2 separate regions of the Mus musculus genome follow, and region 2 is linked to region 1. Evidence: chromatin contacts called from public HiCAR-type data. All regions are on one chromosome and are shown on one strand. Each heading gives the region's core, a stretch centred on a gene start, on an enhancer-like site or on the middle of the called end of the contact. The rest is flanking DNA. Distances are from core to core; before and after follow the strand shown.

What was found. HiCAR-type assays count read pairs that join an accessible place to other places.
Region 2: a contact with region 1 is called in a HiCAR-type map of kidney, with 3 times the contacts expected there. The contact joins two enhancer-like sites. A contact is called at or near these places in 2 of 115 datasets of contacts at active chromatin or transcription factors (embryonic stem cells and kidney) and 1 of 9 other capture datasets (liver).

What each region holds. Positions count from the first base shown.
Region 1 is chr14:122,187,989-122,194,985 of GRCm38.p6, forward strand. The region is part of intron 1 of Clybl (citrate lyase beta like); the gene reads left to right. Among named protein-coding and RNA genes, the nearest start is that of Clybl, 9.8 kb to the left of the region's middle. Within about 2 kb of position 2,698, at least 17 of the 459 cell types and tissues checked have an H3K27ac peak or open chromatin away from gene starts, as enhancers often do. A contact at or near this core is called in kidney and liver, where this site is marked.
Region 2 is chr14:122,600,125-122,607,121 of GRCm38.p6, forward strand. The region is part of intron 6 of Pcca (propionyl-Coenzyme A carboxylase, alpha polypeptide); the gene reads left to right. Among named protein-coding and RNA genes, the nearest start is that of Gm46487, 27 kb to the right of the region's middle. Within about 2 kb of position 2,792, at least 6 of the 459 cell types and tissues checked have an H3K27ac peak or open chromatin away from gene starts, as enhancers often do. A contact at or near this core is called in kidney and liver, where this site is marked.

The DNA.
Region 1 (6,997 bases), core at 1,448-3,947:
CCTTTATCTCCCAAGAGGTGTGCAGTAGCACACCAGGTCAGGAATGTGCATCTAAGAGGATGGGGAGAGAAAGCTGGGGCACAGCTGGACTCCTTGAGGGAGGGGCTACTGGTACATATGATGAATTTTATTAAGGGGAAAAGTGTTGCTAATTGTAAAACAATACACCTTTCCTGGCAGCTGTGGTGTGTTCGGTGTAAGTCATTTGTTTTTCTACACTTTGCTCGTGGGCTCAACAGGTTTAGAATTTTATTAGGTAATAAAGATATTATGGAGGAAATGGTATTTGTTTTCATATAGGTCACTTGGGTATGAATATAAATCCACTGCCATTCAAGCAGGTTCAGTTTATTTCATGTTGCTTTTATAGCTTGTTGCTGTGGTTTGAATGCGTCCCTCAAAGTCATGTGTGGGAATGAAATCCCCAAAGCAACAGTGCTGAGAGGTGGGACCTTTAAGAGGTAATTAGGTCATGATGGTTCTGTCTCACGAAGGGGCTGATGCTGATATTATGGGATTGTGTTCATGATTCAGAGTGGCCTTGTCATAAAAGTACGCCGGGGGTGGGGTTGCTGGAAGTGTAGCTCAGTTGGTAGAGTGCCTGCCTAGCATGTGTGACGGCTTGAGTCCAATCCCAAATACTACATAAGCTGACCATGGTGGTACACACTGTAATACCATTACTCTGGAGATGGAGACAGGAGGATCAGAAGTTCAAGGCTATCCTTAGTATATAGTGAATTCAAGGCCATCCTAGTCTATGTGAGACCCTGTTTCTAAATATCAAGACAGATAGTTAAGTAATAATGTACACACATGTACATGTGTGTGCGTGCACAGACACAGGCACACACACATACACACACACACATACACACACACACATACACACACACATATACACACACACACACACACACACACACACACACGCATGGCACACACACAAGCCTGCCAGACAAGGCCTTTGCTCCTGAACTAGTGCCCCAAAAGTACATGTGAGTTCTGCCCCTCCTCTTTGTTTTTGTAGCACTGGGGACAAACTTAGGATGCCAGGCATCATAGCCCCGGCCAGTGCCTGCTGGCCACCATTCCTTCCGTTGTGGGTTGACTCAGAGAGAAGGCATAATGGTTGGTCTTCCTGGCCTCCAGAAATGTAGAGAAAGTTATATTTCCTTTTCTTTCTTTCTTTTCCACTTTTGAAGCAAGGTCTCATTGTCTATGTAAGATCGGCCTGCAATTTGTGATCCTGCAGCCCCAGAGACTCCTTAGTGCTGGGTTACATGCATGCGTATGTGTATGTACATACTATAGTGCCTGACAGTAGAGAGCTTTTCTGTGAATTAACCCACCCACTCTTTGGCATTCGTATGGCAACACAGAATGCACTAAGCCAATTAAATAACTTTTCTCAAATGGTTTGGTTAATAAACGGGCTTCAGAGTTGAGCTTTCTTTTTTCCTCATTCCCCCTCCCACCGGGTTTAGAGAAGAGTTCATTATTTCTTTTTATTTTATTTTGTTCTTATTTTAGGTTCTTAAGCTAATAATGCAGATGCTTTAGTGATATCTGCTATTTCCCTGCATGATACACACGTGATACATACACACGGCACACACACACAGATGGCACACACACACACACACACACACACACACACACACACACGCGCCTGTCAGACAAGGCCTTTGCTCCTGAGCTAGTGCCCCAGCCCATCTTTTAGAGTTTTCCTCCTGATTATTTTAGAAGACAGACTATCATATTTTTGCATGTATGCACATGTTTTTGTGTATGACCACAACCACAGTTGTTCATTTAGTCGATCCCTGAGTTTTCTTTCTTGGGACATGCAGGGGTCGATCTCCCTCTCTGCCTTCTGGGGGATCCCTGGAGGCAGCTCTTGACTTGTGAACTTGCAGGTTCAAAGCCTATGGCTTTTGCAGCCTTTTGGAGCTTGCTGTCAAATCATCTTCCAGAAGGACCGGTTGGTCACATTCTGGACTGCAGGCTGCCTTGTAGAGCCTGCCTGCACCTCTTCCTCAGTATTTGCAGGTCCCATACTTGGTAAAACAGGCACGGAATGTGGGCTACAGAGCTGGTAGTGCCAGGAGTACAAAGAACCCTGTTCTCTGGCAGTCGGCCTCAGCTGGCACTCTGACCTACTACCGGGGAGACCATGTCTTTCTCCTAGCTAGGCTTCTGAGATCCACAGAGGTTAATAATAAAGAGCTGAGAACCAATGTCCCTGTGGTTTTTATAAGCATGTGGGAGCTGGTGGCAGCCGCTGAGAATGGCTGGTGTTCTGCAAGTAGCCGCAGAACCCTTCAGATACTGATTGATACAACCTTCCAATACTGCAAAATATAAATGAGAACAAAGCCTTCATTATACCTCTGCCCCTTCCCCTTCACGAGTGCCACATTCAATTTCTTCATTTTCTGAAAATTATAGTTCTTTGTTTTGTTTTTTGTTTGTTTGTTTGTTTGTTTGTTTGAGACAGTCTCACACTGTAGCTCTGGCTGTCTTCTAGACCAGGCTGGCCTCAAACTCAGAGATCCCCTGCCTCCTGAGTACTAGGATTAGAGATGTGCACCACCATACCTGGCAAGTTACAATTCTTATTTGTTTGTATGTTTTTGTGTGAGAGTGTGTGGACAGGTGCTGATGACACAGCTCATGTAGGGGTCAGAGGTAACTTACCTTTGGGGGTTGGTGAAGGAGGATCAGAAGTTCAAGATCAGCCTTAGTTAATAGCAAGCTAGAGGCAAGCTTGGGTCACGTGGGATCCTGTCTTAGAATCAAACAACAAAATAAAACCGTTCTATATTTCTAAAATGGCCTCTTTCCCCTTTAACATGAGCCCATCTATAGAGCTTTTGAAAGATTTAAATGTATTTATTTGTATGCATATAATTAAAACATTGTCACATACACATTGATTAGAAGGAATGGGGGCTTATGTAGAGGCATGTAAACTTCTCTTGCCTTATTATCTAATCTCACAGTGGCCTTTGGAGAAGGCTAAGTTGGGTCCAAAATAAAAGTTTAACGTAAAAAAAGGAAGCATGCAGCCCCAATGCCAAATGTAGCTCATCCCTGAGACACTAGAGGGCGCTCTAGCCACAGAGATATAGCCGATCTCTGCAGTCGTGGACAGCCCTCACAAACAGGCTGTTTTTCTTAGGATAGGTGGGCATGTTTTCCTGTTTGTTCTTTAAGACAAATGAGAGACACTAGTCTACACTGCCCTATAAATAGTCCGTTTAGAAGTTGATAGTAGACTTAAGTTGCACTGTACTCTGGATACCTGTGACCTTCCCTCTTGTTGCCCTGGGCTGCCTGTGCCAGCCTGGGGCATTTCGCTCCTTAGATCTCAGGTCAGATGTCACCAATCAGGGAGGTCTTCCTGGCGTCCCTGTGACAAAGCATGGCAGCCCAGCACCCTCAGCAGCTGCCTCTGTATCCTCTCCTCATGCAGCCTGGCTCTCCCCATCACTTCTTCTCCCAGAAGTATCAGGTGTTTATTTCTTGATTGTCTGTTCGACCTCCCTCCAGGCCACAACAAATATTCCCAACACCAGGAATGTGGCCTGCTTATTCTGTTGCTTTGTCAGGAAAGGCCTTGCTGGTCTGGAATCGAGTTGGTGGGGTGGTACCTGGCCTGACCAAAGCCTGGGTTTGATTTCCAGCTCTGTAGAGACTCAGCATGGTGTTGCAGTCCTGAAATCTCAGTTCTCTCTGACCTCAGTGGACACATCATGTGTGCATACCAACCAACAAACATACATACATGTACACATGCACACACACACACACACACACATATGCACATGTATACACACATACATCTCTGACCTTCATGGACACTCCTGTGTGCATGTCAATATACATATGCATACACACACACCACACCTCTGACCTTGGTGGACACTCCTGTGTCCATATCAACACATACACGGAGATGCGCACGCGCACACACACACACACACACATCTGATCTCAGTAGATGAGTATGTGTGTATACCAACAAACACACACATGCACACATAAATACATACTCAGTTAAAAGATAGGAAAATCAGGCCAGGAGTGGTGATTCATGCCTTTAATCTTAGTTCTCAGGAGGCAGAGGTAGCAGATCTCTGAGTTTGAAGCCAGCCTGGTCTATGTAGTATGCTCCAGGACAGCCAGGGCTACACAGAAAGACCCTGTCTCAAAATTAAAAAAAAAAAATTAATTAAAAAAAATTAAGAATGTGACACATCGGGGCTGGTGAGATGGCTCAGTGGGTAAGAGCACCCGACTGCTCTTCCGAAGGTCCAGAGTTCAAATCCCAGCAACCACATGGTGGCTCACAACCATCTGTAACAAGATCTGACTCCCTCTTCTGGTGTGTCTGAAGACAGCTACAGTGTACTTACATATAATAATAAATAAATCTTTAAAAAAAAAAAAAAAAAAGAATGTGACACATCAGGGTTTAGAGAGATGGCTCAGTGGTTAAGAGCATTAGCTGCTCTTCCAGTTGACCCAGGTTCACTTCTCAACACTCACATGGTAGCTCACAGCTGCCTAACTCCAGTTCCAGGAGACCCAACACACATGCAGGCAAAACACAAATGCACATTAAAAAAAAAAAAAAAGTGACACACTTGTCATCTGGATTTGGTCTTTGCACCACAGCAGGCTGAGAGCATTGTTGTTTTGTTTTGGGGTTCATTTTTGCTATAATATGTACCAGTATTTCTTTTTTGTGGCTGAATAGTGCACTGCTTGGGGTATATAGTTGGTTATATTTCCATCAGTTCATGGACACTTGAATTGTTTCTGCTGTTTGGCATTGGTAAATAGTGCTATTTTGGGCACTCATTCACCCACCAGTATTTGGGGAACTTCTAATCTTTCTTCTCCCCTACAACCCCCTTTTTAACTTTTTTTTTTAAAGATTTATTTATTTATATGAGTTACACTGTAGGTATCTTCAGACACACCAGAAGAGGGCATTAGATTCCATTACAGGTGGTTGTGAGCCACCATGTGGTTGTTGGGAATTGAACTCAGGACCTCTGGAAGAGCAACCAGTGCTCTTAACTGCTGAGCCATCTCTCCAGCCCCCCCCCCCTTTAACTTTTATTCACCAGATGTAATTGTCATCTCGAAGGCGTACTGCTGAATAACTCACCTTTTCTAGTTCACTCTGAACTCTGGCTGGCTGGTTCAACTCAGCCGTCCTGGCTCAAACTCCTCTCCAAGCTGACTGATTCAACCTATCTTCTCTTGGGTTCTGACTGAACTGATCTGCTTGGCCTCAAACTAACGTTTGGCAATCTGTTCTAATCTTCTGGCTCCTCCTTCTCTGGCCAGTTCTGTCGTATCTCACCTGCAATCTGTCTCTGTAAAATTGTCCTGGTAATCTCAATCTGTCTCCCTCTTCTTTTCCCTCTCCCTCCCCCTCCTCCCCCTCCTCCCCCTCCCCTCCCCTCCCCCTCCCCCTCCCCCTCCTTCTCCTTCTCCTTCTCCTTCTCCTTCTCCTTCTTCTTCTTCTTCTTCTTCTTCTTCTTCTTCTTCTTCTTCTTCTTCTTCCTCTCCCTCCTCCTCCTCCTCCTCCTCCTCCTCTTCTTCCTCTCTCTCTCTCTCTCTCTCTCTCTCTCTCTCTTCTTCCCTTTCTCCCTCCCTCCCTCCCTCCCTCCCTCCTCCACTGTTCTTTCGCCTCTCTTTCCTGTCTGTTCTCAGGAGAGTTTGGAGTATCCTGTCTTGTTGTGCCTGTTCTCGAGCCCCAAAACATCACCCAGGAGCCGACTCTGATGCAATCACACTAGGGTCTCTCTCTTACAAGCTGAAGCTTGGGCTTGTTCACCGCTGACCCTGATGCAGCAGAACGGTTTGGTGAAGCCCTGAACGCTCATCAGGACAAGGTTTTATAGGAAATGGTGAACAAGCTAGGGGATGTCCAGCCAGGCAAGCATCTCATAGAATGACTATTGTAAGCTCTCAGGTGGGTGCTCTGAAGCAAAACTATCAACAATCACAAAGGGTCTGAAAGTACATCTGAAACAGTCAGACTTATCTTGATTGGCTGTTGCTAGGAAGTAGCTAGGGACTAACTCTGGGGTATGAGCCCGAGGACAAGCCATGGCACTTAGGTGCAACTTGGGTTCAGCTGCAGGTCAAGTTCTCAGACTTTTTTTTTTCTTTTAAGATGGATTCCAGTTCTAAGATGGAGTAGATCTGGCCTCTCAGTCCCTGACTCATTCTGTCAAATCTTCCTGTTTGTCATTTTGCCCCTCAATTAGACATCACTTTCAAACATGACTGTCTCCTTCTACAAACTAATTTTACCTTTATTGTTTGGGATTAAAGATTCACACTAAGGGCATGACTGTATTCCAGCTAGAGGGATTAAAGATGTGTAGTTGTGTCTGCGTTCCAGCCGATCACACAAACCTAGAAGGTCTTCGGATGTAATCCCTTCCCAGAGAAGCCATGTTGCTGGATTAAAATCCCTCTGCAAGCTGGGCAGTGGTGGTGCACGCCTTTGATCCTAGCACTTGGGAGGCAGAGGCAGGTGGATTTCTGAGATCAAGGCCAGCCTGGTTTACAGAGTGAGTTCCAGGACAGCCAGGGCTATACAGAGAAACCTTGTCTTGAAAAACAAAAAACAAAAAACAAAAAACAGAAAACAAAACAAAACCAAACCCCTCTGCAGGGTCTTATTTAGCCCAGGCTAGCCTCATACTCGATGTATACCTGAGAGCAACCCTGAGCTTCTGACATCCTGCACTCAACTCCCAAGTGCTTGGGTCGCAGGTACTAATACCGCGCCAGTACATACTGTGCTGGGGATTAAACCCAGGGCCTCTTGCATCTTCCGTGAACCAGCTCTTCACCGAGCTACACCCCCACCCTTATTTCAGGTCTTTTGGGGTGTGTATGTAGGAGTGGTGTTCCTGGATCATGTGGTACCTTTGCAAAGAACTTCTGAGGAAATGGCCAACTG
Region 2 (6,997 bases), core at 1,542-4,041, 410 kb after region 1:
GGTAGATCTCTGCACTACCAACGATGCAGAAAGCAGGATGAAAGTGCAAAGCGAGCCGTGGGTGGCAGCGCAACCCTTCTCCAGTCTCCTTCCCCGACCACCTCTCCTTTCTTCCCTTAATGCCTTTCTCATGCCAGGCTTTCTCCCTTTACTATATGTGGGACATGAAACTGCCCAGGATCCTCCTGGGTCTTTCTCCTTCCAGCTGTTCAGCTCAGTGATTGTTTGCAAAGTTAAGGGCTTGTGAGGCCTTGAATCTCATAGGTTTGGATGGCTGTGCTTGGGACCATTGTGGGAGTAGTCTATGGGATTTATTCTGAGATTGCTTGATGGCTGTGGGAAACTGGAAGTGGTCAGTAGAGGAGACCTGGCTTCCAAAGTTGTAGTCTGTGTTGTCAGACATGGAGGTAGGATGTTTATTGATGTCACTGTGACTGTTTGTTAAAAGCTTGATATTTTATATTTAAGTGTCTTTGAGATATGGGGTTTTATTACAGGTCACTTTGTGATAAGATGGAGTGGTGTGAAAATTTACTAGCCCGTTTGTCTCGAGAACATTATGATTCTTTATATACTTTAAATTATTTCAATGTCAGAACTTAGGTTTATTGCAAGAGACTCTGGGTTTTAGTGTTATCAATTATGTGTGTATGTGGCTCATCATGGTCTGTCTGTGTATTTCTGTACTTACTTTTGTAGTGCTAGCCAAAACATCCAATTCAAGAGTCTTGTTCAGGGACTATATAGATGGCTCCATGGTTAAGAGCACTACCTGCTCTGGCAGAGAACCTGAGATCTCAGTGTCCACACTGGTCAGTTCACAGCCACCTACAATTCTAGTTCCAGGGCTCTGACACCTTCTCTGGCTTTCACAGGAATCTGCATGCATATGTTTGTATACACAGACAAGCAGGCACACACACCAATACATAAAATAACAATAAATCTAAACAAAAAATTGTTCAGAACTCATGGTTAGAATGTCAACTCAATGAATTTAAACCATATAGTATCGAAGAATGTATTTAAGTCAGATTGTTGATGACAAGTTATAGGTTGTTTGGCCCTTGGGTTAAGGCATGTTAAGCAAGCTCGTTAGTCTTTATATTAATTTTTGCTGGGTGCAGTTTTGAAAGTGGTACAATGTGTTTTGCAGAATTTTGATATGTAAGAACATAAAATACAGATCTTGGGAATATTTAGTTTACTAATGATCTGATCATGTAGCCTTTATAAAAGTGTTATAGTAAATTTGACTTTGAGATAACCACTGACACTGTTTGTTTTGAATGGTTGCCAGATTAAAGCCACATGGAATTAAGTTCTGGAAAATCACTTTCAAAGTCCTGGGACTTCAGAAACTTTGAATACTTAGCTGTCCAAACTGTCAGCTGGGTCCGTTCTGTGTCCACATTGGGTTAAAATTTCTAAGTTTCTCAGCCAGTTAGCATTAAAAGTGACATCTGCTTTTAATTGGTGTTTTATTTTCTTCCAAGTCAGTAAAAATTTGGTAAGACATGAATTATCAAATTCTGCAGTGCTAAGCAGCTTGTCAGTTGTCAGTAAGCACTACCTCCAGCAGCTGTACAGATGGGAAGTGCTAGCTAGGATGCTGACTAATCTAACAGAGTTCTGGTTACCAGGACGGAGGGCTAAAGGTGATAGAGCCGTTGTGGCTCTGAGTGTCAGGATAGCATCCATTGTCAGTTCTCGATGTGCAGTTTCTGGCATGCCTCTTGCAGAATGAACGTCTATCTAGGGTTAGTGATGCTTTCTCTGTAGGTCAAGTGAGGCAATGTGACTTCTGCTTACGGAGTTGACTCCTTGTTTAGCGAAGGCTCTAGCTGAATTCTTTATTGTAAAAGTTTGAGGCATCTGAAAGTGACTAGGGACTGACTCCTAGAGTGGGAAGGTTTACATAGTCCCTGTTGGAAAAGAAAAGGATTATTTCTGTTTTTACCATTTATCTACATCAATCTAAGGATAAGAGAACTCAGTTCCTTTGAGACTCCACATATTCTTAGAACTGAGCTAGATTGAAAATACTGCTGTTATGCAGATTAAATTCTAATTTCCTAGTTATCAAAATGAGAACATGACCAAAAAAGTATCTTTACAGAAAGCCTTTGAAAATTCACCAGGATAGAGATGTAATAACTCCCCTAATTGTGTGAGGGTAGAGTTTCTCTTTTAATATGTTTGGGGTAGAGTCATGTTTTAAAGCTGACTCGGTCTTCTACCAATGTTTTTGAGATTGGTTTTTCAGTATTAATGGACTTCAGTTAAACCTAGTTGTTTTTTTTGTTTTTTTTTTTTTCTTTCTGTTTTTTCTGTTTGTGTAAGAACACCTGATGAGTGTGTTATGTAATGACACATTTTGCCACCAGGAAACTTATTGGGTTATATAATTTGGGTAAAGAAATCTGTGTCATATGTTTACATGTAGATTGTGGTAAAAATTGTGAGTGCTTGGCAAATAAGCTCAAAATTAGACATGTGATTGATAAATGGCATATTAATTGTAAGGACCAAGTTGAGCTGTTTTTACAGTTAGGAAAACAAGTGAAATACAGAAATAACAGAATATTTAGATCTTTTAGTGAAACTATACAAAACACCTTTTTCTAGCATTTCAATGCCTGATAACGTCAAGGCTCACTGGCCCTGTACCTTTTTCAAATTATGTGCTTCTCAATACATAAGGATTTAACTTAACCCCTGCTGACAAGCCCCAAGGGGATTGTTAATAATTGTGAGAATGGACTATGGACTTGTACCTCAGTGCTGGCTGCCATTGCCAATGCTGGAAGCACCAAACTTGGAGGAGGAAGGCTATCATGGCATTTCCTGTGACCACTGCTGGGGTGGACAGTTTCGTTTGAAATACAGAGTGACTGTTATATGTAAGGCATCTTTTGCTTTGGACCATGTTTTAATGTCTCTTTATTAAAAAACAATTTATATATAAGATAGCCATATTTCTTTTAATTTAATCTTGTTTTTATATAATTTATCTGGAATTTTATGTAAAATTAATAAAATTAGATATTTGTAACTTAAGAACCCTATTGCCTATTAGATTCTACTAGATAGCTCTGATCTTATAAGTGAATCTAATTTATATGCTTGTGACTATTATTAAATGAAATACATATTCTCCAAAGTCCAGTGCTCACAGTGACTTTCACATCTGCTTTCTGAAGTTCTGGGTTCTCACTTGAGAATCAGGATAATATAGGCCCACAGGAAGTGGCCCTATTAGGAGGTGTGGCCTTGTTGGAGGCGGCCTGTTACTGGGGGTGCAATTTGGGGTTTCAGAAGATAAAGCTAGGCCCAGTGTTGCTCTCCCTTCCTGCTGCCCGCTGGTCCAGATATAGAACTCAGCTCCTTCTCCAGTACCATGACTATATGTATGCAACTATGCTTTTTGCCATGACAATAATGGACTAAACCTCTGAACTATAAGCCAGTTCAAGTTAAATGTCGTGGTATCTCTTCACAGCAATAGAACACTGACTAAGACAGACAGTGTGTGTAGGAGGGACTTACCAATGGTGTTGAACAGGCATGCATGCGTTCTGGGGCTTGGGATAGAGAAAGAGAGAGTTAGAGTGGGCAGCAGTGGTAGTGAGTGCTAGAATAGGTGTTCAGGAAAAACCCACACACATAATAATGTAGAGCCCAGAATTAATTCCTCAAGGAACAAATTGGGTTCTAAATTTTTATTCCTTCTATAACTATCACTTGTATTGGATTTGGGAATAGAAAGAGCTTTCTGTTACTAATCTTAAAGGTTTTTAGAAATTCAGGGGTTAAAGTACAGCAACTGCTCTTATTGTAAGACCAGTGCTGGGACAGGGAGTTTCCTTTGATGATGATGGCTGGCTGCCACAACTGTCTGTTCAGGCCATGGGATTTGAGGAATATCAGAAGACAAGGATAGCTTGGCTTCAGAAAACTTCTGGAGGCAGAAGAGTCAGCTCCTAGTACACATTGGTTCCAATGTTTATGGCCTTTTTTCTTTCTTTCAGAAAGGTTCACACTATGAAGCCCTAGCTGGCCTGGAGTATATGCAGACCAGGCTGGTTTTGTAGTATTTGATTCAGGCAGGTGCCACAATTGCTGCTCTTAACAAAACAGTTTCTTTTATGCTCCGAGGAGGCTCCTGACCTGGGCAGTGGGAGGAAAAATGCTGTCCCTCATGACTCCGGAAGGCTGGGTAGGTCAGGGTGATGTCAGAGGGCAGCAGAGGAGCTGACAGACTATGAAGCTCACTTGAGTAGACATGACACCTGCTTGTGTCTCTGTTACAAGACTAAGTGTGAGATTGCTTCCTAAAGTCTTGTTCAAGCAGAAGGTCAACATAGCAGAGGTGTGTGTGTGTTTGTATATGAGACAAACATACACATGCACACACATACACACACAGAGGGAGAGAGGGAGAGAGGGAGAGAGGGAGAGAGGGAGAGAGAGAGGGAGGGAGGGAGGGAGGGAGAGGGAGAGAGGGAGAGCGGGAGAGCGGGAGAGCGGGAGAGAGGGAGAGAGGGAGAGAGGGAGAGAGGGAGAGAGGGAGAGAGGGAGAGAGGGAAAGAGGGAGAGAGGGAGAGAGGGAGAGAGGGAGAGAGGGAGAGAGGGAGAGAGGGAGAGAGGGAGAGAGAGAGAGAGAGAGAGAGGCAATGTACCATGATATGTCAGTGGAAATCAGAGGACAGCTGTTTGTGGAGTTATTTTCTCCTTCCACTTCTAAGTAGGTTGAGGAATCAAATTCAGGACTTATGTGACAAGTTCTTTCATAAGCTGAACCACCTAGCCTGCCCCTGGTTGTACTTTTTGAGAAAGAAATCTCAGGCAATCTGAGCATACTAAATTGTGGCAATATTAAATATTAATCGAAGGGGAAGCTCATAGGCTTCTGAATGCACTACTGCACTCAGGCTTCACAGCTGGCCATTGCACTGTTGTCTTCTTGCAGGTTTGTGGACTGAATGAAGGCAATGATGTGACTCTGATTTTTGTGTGTTACTGAATCACTGGGATTAGCATGGCCTTGGCATGAATCGGGACTTGGTGCTGTTGGCTGATGAATGGATGAATAGATGGTGCCTTAATTAAGTAGATACTGAGGCGGTCTGAAGCTGAGATCTGGTTGTTGTGGCACTTGATACAGAGAGAGAAGCTAAGTGAGTGCTGCTTGTGTCGTGCCTCCTCCTCATCCCTTGGTGTCAGAGAACCTTTCGTTTCATGGGGCTTCTCTTATATTCTTAGGTTGTGTGTTTGTATTCTCGTGCTTCTTTTACAAATCCTGTCTACCTTTTCACCTTTGTCAAGTTGTCTTTGGTTTCCTGTGTCCAGCATTTAACTTTTACTGTTCCAATTGCTTCTTTTCTCCAGGTTTTTATTGGCCAGTAATGCACATTGTTCTATTAGATTGTAAACTCTGTGAAAAACCATGTTTATCCAAACCTCAGTGTTTATAGTGCAAATGGGGGCACTAACATGCTGGGATAACAGGTGTGTCCAAGGCATACAGGGACACCTGATGTCTGCTTGCTTCCCAGTGATCAGCTGCAGCCTTTAACTTCTTGTATTGCTAGTCACCTTACCAGTTGCCAAACAGGTTAGATGGTATGACATGGTAGCAAAGTCAGAGATAAAACACTGACTTGTGGCTATGTTTTTGGTGTCTGTCATTTTGTCAGACTAAGTGATGATGGCAGCCATTTCATCCACTAGACTGTCCTTCCCTTCCCTTCCCTTCCCTTCCCTTCCCTTCCCTTCCCTTCCCTTCCCTTCCCTTCCCTTCCCTTCCCTTCCCTTTCTTTCTTTTTTGAGACAGGGTTCTTCTGTATAGCCCTTGCTGTCCTGGAACTCACTTTGTAGACCAGGCTGGCCTTGAACTCAGAAATCCACCTGCCTCTGCCTCCTGAATGCTGGGATTAAAGGCATGCACCACCACGCTTGCTCTGTTACTTGTGGATGGTCATTGGGGCTGCTGTGTTAGCCTGCTAATATGAAATGCCAATGATTTCCTTAAATGAAGCATTAGTAAAAGCGAGTCACCATTGTGGTTCCAGAGTAAGCTTTTTATATGATTAGAACCTGATGAATGAAATATTATCTATAGAGAATGATGTTTAGGACAAGACCAGCCTCAGAACAATCCCTTGGAAGTAGTGCTAAATACAAAGTGGGGTGTGGTGGTGGCACACCCCTCTAATCCCTGCAGATGGGAGGAAAATGCAGGCAGTTTGGTAATCTGGGCTATCCTCAGCTACCTGGCAAGTCTGAGGCCAAAGAGACACTTCCTTAACAACAATTACTAAATAAACATCATAGATAGGTCTTGTTAGTAGTGCTATAGCCACCCCCTCTTCTAAACCTAAAAGAAATTACCCACTTGCAGATAGTCTCAGCCTGAATATTCTTTCATGTCTCTGCATTATGTTGGCTTCACTGCATCTTTGTTACTGAACAGAGTAAAGAATAAAGTAGCAGACAGTGAATTCCAGCAGTGTGGAGAGTTAGCCTGTTGTTGTCAAGGGCAGTTAATTACAAACCAGGACCTCTCCTAGATTAGCATTCCACTCAACATCCTGATGAGCTTTGTCACTAGGCTGTGCTCCTCCAGCCACTGTGCAGCAGGCAGAGCCTCCCAACCATCCCCAGAAAGTGGCTTGCTTCTTCATGCCGTACTAGACAGCAGTACCTTAGACAATGGGATGTGAAGCCAGTTTTAAAGGAAATTTATACATGTTTATGAAGGAAGAAAAAAAAAAACTGTAAACAGCTGAGAGACGATCTAGCATAGGCTACTTTGAAAACTCTAAAATGAAATTTGATATCTGATGTCTGGACTGTTTACCAAAAAGGTCTCTCTCACCTGTCCCCTGACCTCTCTGCCATCAGCTGCTAGTATTAATGTTAGGGCCACCATGTCCACATCCTTTTCTGCTAATGCTAATAAAAGTGCTGTCAGATCAATAGCTTTAAGTTATAT